Regions from separate parts of the Triticum aestivum genome. Here region 1 is linked to region 2. Evidence: chromatin contacts called from public Hi-C data. All regions are on one chromosome and are shown on one strand. Each heading gives the region's core, a stretch centred on a gene start, on an enhancer-like site or on the middle of the called end of the contact. The rest is flanking DNA. Distances are from core to core; before and after follow the strand shown.

The links. A called contact is a pair of places that touch in the nucleus more often than the background predicts.
Region 1: a contact with region 2 is called in a Hi-C map of leaf, with 4 times the contacts expected there. The contact joins the promoter of LOC123120114 here to the promoter of LOC123120113 in region 2. A contact is called at or near these places in 2 of 5 Hi-C or Micro-C datasets (both in leaf).

What each region holds. Positions count from the first base shown.
Region 1 is chr5D:214,612,736-214,615,435 of IWGSC CS RefSeq v2.1, forward strand. LOC123120114 reads right to left here and starts at 1,443. Exons shown (of 2, transcript XR_006459331.1): 1 at 874-1,443.
Region 2 is chr5D:214,018,009-214,020,854 of IWGSC CS RefSeq v2.1, forward strand. LOC123120113 (cytochrome b-c1 complex subunit 6-1, mitochondrial) reads right to left here and starts at 1,582. Exons shown (of 4, transcript XM_044540133.1): 1 at 1,384-1,582. The coding sequence starts at 1,385. LOC123126896 (U6 spliceosomal RNA) reads left to right here and starts at 1,770; the gene lies at 1,770-1,871.

The sequences.
Region 1 (2,700 bases), core at 193-2,692, 590 kb after region 2:
TCGTCTCACAGTGCTCTGCTCCCTCCTCTGTTTTCAATCGGGGAAGAGAAGGAGAAGTGGAGAGACAGAGAGACGGGGGAGAGGGGGGCAACGCAAAATGACCACCGCGTCGCGCACTGACGGGTGGGCACCGCGCTGACTGCTGGGCCCGAGGCTGACGGGCGAGACCTGTGATGACGTGGCACAGGGGCTGATACGCGGTACGTACGCCAAGTGTAGAGCCAGGACTGTCCGCCCAAGTTCCAGGACCGTAGTGTGGACGTATTTTCAAGAATCAGGACCGTATTGGATCAATACTCAACTTCCAGGACTGAATTGGACCTCGCCAGCAAGTTCCGGGATGATACGTGCAATTATCTCCTACCGAACTGCACGTCTGCGGCATCCGGAGGCAGAACCACTTCAGCGATTATTTTAAAATAAAAATCCAATAGCTAATGGCCATAAAACCAAGCGCACTGAACAAAGTGTGAACCGCGGGGTCACCCAGCCGACCTGGACTAGACCATCTCCAGTGGCTACCAACAAATTTTGAAGATGGAAGAGCCGGCGCCTGCAAGTGCACTGCATAGGGAGTCGTTGATGGCCGCACGTGCATGTTGTGTGGACTGCTCCAGCGATTCGTCGGACGCTGTTGTGAAAGTGAGCTGCATCTAAACAAAAAATATCACCCGATGGAGTGAGCTGGACTGCCGTAGGTTTTCACCTTTGTGGCCAACACAGGGAGTGCTTCCGGACCTCCAAATCCATCCTCCTGATCTACGGGAAGCCAGCCAAACAGAAATTGGATGCACAACATAGCTAGAACTGACAGCTGAGCATGGAAGGAAGACTAACAAAACAAAAATTGTAGAGAGTTCAGCCGGTTCTTACCAGCGATTCAGACTCCTGCACGTCGGCGTGGATCTCACACAACTTCTTCCGCTTCTTCTCTGGTGAAGCGAACAGGCAGAGAAGAGGACGAGACCAAGATACAGAAGAAACAATCGGGACCTGGGGTTCTGGCGAGAGAGAGAGGGGGGGGGGGTCGTGCGTGCGTACCGTCGTCGGCGGTGGAGGCGGTGGCGCACTTGCGGGAGTGGGCAGCGGAGATCTCGTAGTACTGCCCTGCGTAGCCCTCGAAGACCTCACTCATGGTCGCTCCTTCCCCCGATGAATCCGCCGGCATTTGTGGCAGCCGGACCAGATCGAGGCCTGCGGAGCCTCCGGTAGAATCTAGGCGAGCAGAGGCAGTCGATGGGTGGGTGGTCGGAGCGAGTTCATTGGGGAGGGGGAGGCATGCGCCCAAGGGAGGACCGGATCCGTCGCCAACCAGGACGTGATGGCGAGATCTGGCGAGAGGTAGGTGGAGAGGGTGGGCGATGCTGGGAAGAAGGTTGGTAGGAGAGGGAGTGGGTGGGACGGGCACTATGGAGTGGCGGGGGAAGTTGCCCCGGGGTGGGGGTTGACCGAGCGCCGCTGGGAGTCCGGATGTAGTGTTAGCAAAATAAGCGATTTGGTGTGCAGAATAAGACCCCTTAAGAGTCTTATTCTGCTAACACCTCTTAAGAGTCTTATTCTGCTAACACTTATGCACTCCTCCGTCCATCTGACCCGAACCGCACAGCAACCGGAGAAAACCGCGCTGGCCCACCCACCCCCGCACCCCACCTAGCGCTCGTTGCCCACCTTCTTCCCCACCACCACGACTACCCGGCGCCCCACCGCCCCCACTCCCGTGGCCCCCACCATCCCCATCCCTCCGGTGCTCCACCACCTCCCACCGCGCGGCTCCCCACCACCCCCACCCTTCCGGTGCCCCACCGCCCCCATCCCTCCCACCTTCTTACTCCCCCCCCCCGCCTCTTCCCACCTCCACTACCGACAGCCGGCGACCACTGGGACAACCTCGACCACCGCGCCGCCCCACCCCACCACAATCATCCCCCCGCCCCACCTTCCTATTTCGCCCGCCGCCGCTGCACAGGGTCGTGCCCCCGCCCAACAAACTACATCCGGCGGCCAAGCCCTGCCTAGCAGCCACCGGATCCGGCAGATCTGGCTCCACCTTCCCTCGTCTTCCCCTCCTCAAGATCGCCACCACCGCATGGGTTCCTGTCGTCTTGCCTCTCCTCACGCCGCCGCGCCGGACGGCCATAGCAGCACCGGAGGCGAGCCACCCTCCCCCCTCTTCTTTCCTTCTTCTTCCTCCCACTTCTCCGATAATCGCCGCCCGGCGACCATGGAGGAGAGGGCTCCCCACCAAGCCTGACCTCACTCTCCGCCGCAGATTCGGTGAGCCCGACCCCAGCTACTCCTCTCTGCCATGGATCCGGCAGGAGAAGATCCCTGATGAGAAGAGGAGGCAGCCTACCCTCACTCCTCTCCGGCAAGGCCGCCTTCGTCCTTGATGCTCGCGCCGTTGTCCAAGCTGGCGACTGCGACTCTGCACACGGGCGTGCAGTCCTGCCCACGGGGAAGTGCAGCTCGGCCAACGTCGGGCTTGTAAAACTATTGCCCCCACCCCGTGGGTTGTGCACCTCCTCCGTTGTCGAGCAGGTACGTAGTTCCCCTTTTCCTTGGGACAACGTACAACTCCTCCAACCTCCGCCGATCTACTAAGAACCGGCGACCCCCGTCCTGCCCGGATTTCACCTGTGACTATAGTCCATAGCACGGGCACTTGCAGCTCTGTCTTCCCCTATAGGAAGTACATCGACA
Region 2 (2,846 bases), core at 332-2,831:
AGTAACAACCAATCATAGCAAGATTATTGAAATTTGAAGATAAGTAGGCAGCAACTTGTTTAAAAGTTCTCCAGAAGATTGTTTTCCCTTTTCCCTCAAATAAAACAAAGAGATCAAGCGTTTCTCCATTCATACATTGGGAGTTAAATCAAGTATTAATAGCTGCAACATGTTCCCACCATGGTCAGACAGGTTGACTCCCTTGAGATTCAGAACACACGCATTATTTGCATTTGGGCTTAATAAATGTTCCATTTGGCGTTCAGTTATTTGCATAAAGTTAATGTTTGCAGAAAAGTGTTGATTATAAATAAGTATATGAACAATCTACTATACAAGCAAATCTTTGCTTGTTGTCACCGCAAGCAAGTACGTAACGCAGATTTCAATTTGCAGTCAATATAATAAATGTACAAGGCAAATATATAGGAAGTATGAAACAAACATAATGTAAGTACATGTCAATCACACTCAAGGATAGATAATTTAGCGTTCCATCACAACATAAACTAAAAACAACTGAAGAATATAGCTAATAAATAAGTAAAAAACGATGCTCGTCAAGCACAGTTTGCTGCGATCATGACAGCGGCATCACCAATTGGTTGCGTGGATGTGGTCACAACAGGCAGTCAAAACCTTATTATAGCAGTTAGAGTAGTGGTTTAATATATGTATGTCCACATTATATACATCAATAAAAAATAATTAGACATTCAAGATGTCAAATGCCAATGAAATGTAACCAGGGGTGGGGCATTTTATTGTGTGGATTAAAGCAAATTATTTGCATCACAATGCTCAAACAAAATATCCTGCTTCCACCGTGATTAATGGTCAGGACAAACCTCACTTCGCCTACGGATTTGAAGCCATTGCATCAGAACCCAAGACCAAATACATGTGTTACTTTAGAAGCATACTCCTAGGATCCCAACTAATGAAATGTATAATGAAAACAACTATAGCACAGAAAAACATTTAATTTGTGTTATTGCCTAGATAAACGCACCGATTCATCAGGTTTCCAATCGGCTGATGAGATCATCACTATTTCGTCCAAGGTGGAAAAAAAAATCGGCTGGCTCAAATTGCGGGATTTAAGTCGCACTGTGTTCCAAAAATACAAATGTGCGCTCTCGCCTTCAAATATAATTGATTCGCCATGCTTCTGATGCCCCGTTAGATTTCAAATTCGTTTCGGACACAAAAATCAGGTATAAATACGCGAATTGCGTTACATACTTCAACGCTGATAGTGAGAAAGAAGATCTAAAACTGCGCCCAACATATGCACAAGATCAAGAAACGATCGAAGTTCATAGACAGAACGGGCGGTAAAAAGAACTTCGAGAAAAAGAGAGCGAGAGAGAAAAAACATACATGGCAGCTGCAAGATCTCTAGCGAAATTCTTACGGCGTCCTGCACCGGAGAATGTCAAAGACCGGATCCAAGTGATGGGAGACTAGGGTTCCGTTCGGGTGGATGTGGAGAAGAGGAGGAATGGAGGGGAAGAGAGACGGGAAGGGACAGCTCGACCTATGGGCTCTTTTTTAGCGGAACCTACGGACTTTGTTCCGCTTCTGGCCCAGACCTGGCCAGATGGGCTAGCGCGGCCCTGCACCGCATGGCGCACCGAGGCACGCCAACTACACGGGCCGTGCCGGGCCGGCACACGTGCCGCGCTCCCCACGGGCCAGGCTGGTGGCACGTTTAGCCCACATGGGTTGCGTTTATTTAGGCAATAACACAAATCAAATTTTTTTCTGCCCTTCGGGGGTATCCGATAAAACTGGAATGATAAAGAGAAGATTAGCATGACCCCTACGTAAGGATGACACGCACAAATCAAGAAATGGTCCAAATTTTTGTGCACACCTCCGTTCCAAAGCCAACCAGAGAAACCAGGGAGAGGTGGCTGGGGCCAAGGCTGGGTCACATGAAAATTAACGTGGATGGACGTAATGGCACGCAAGGAGCGGCAGCTGCTTTCTGTAGGAATGAAGCGGGAGAGTACATGGGGACATCGGCAATTGTTGTTAGTAACATCACAGATGCACCAAGCCTAGAAGCGCTGGCATGTCGGGAGGGTGTAGCGTTATCTGAAGATCTTCATCTGAAGAATCACCTTGGCCTCCGTCAGGGCTAGGGACACCTGCTCCCGGGTCTCCTCGTTCTCCCGCTCGATACAGATGGACTGGGCGAAGAATACCTCCCATGCTCCGACAAGTGCTTCCCGTCACTGGGCCAGAGCCACCCTCTCACCTGCCAGGTTGGCCTCGAAACGGTCAACCGTCCGGCGCATCGAGCGGAAAAACCCGTCGGATGGTGTACCGACGCAAACAGCTCCCGCCAGATGAAGTACCGGCCGTAGGGCCCAGTTTGAAAACTGCCAGCATGAGGCGGTTCCTGGATGATCTCCTCCACTGCAGAGGTGGCCGCACGGTGTGCGACGCTATCGGGCCGACTGTCGCGCTCCACCATAGAGGGAGCGACATTTGTAAGGCTCCCTGCTGGAGCTGCTAGGATGCAAAGACCGTTGCTTAAGGTACTGCTGGAAACAGCCCTGGGGCCCTTCACATACCCAATGACGGGGGCCCCGGGGTCTGTGCGTCTAGACCAATGGCTCCCTCCCGGGCATTCTCGGGAGAGGCAGCGGCATCTCAAATAGACCAAACAACGGGGGCCTCCGAGGCCTGGACGCTAGGGTTATTGATGCCTCTCGGGGCCTTGGAGTCTCCCGTAAACCCAATAACGGGGGACTCCGGGATCGGAAGGTTCTCCACGGGACTCTCCTCCGGGTCCTCCCGGGCGTCTCGGCCGACATCCACTTCCATCCCAACGT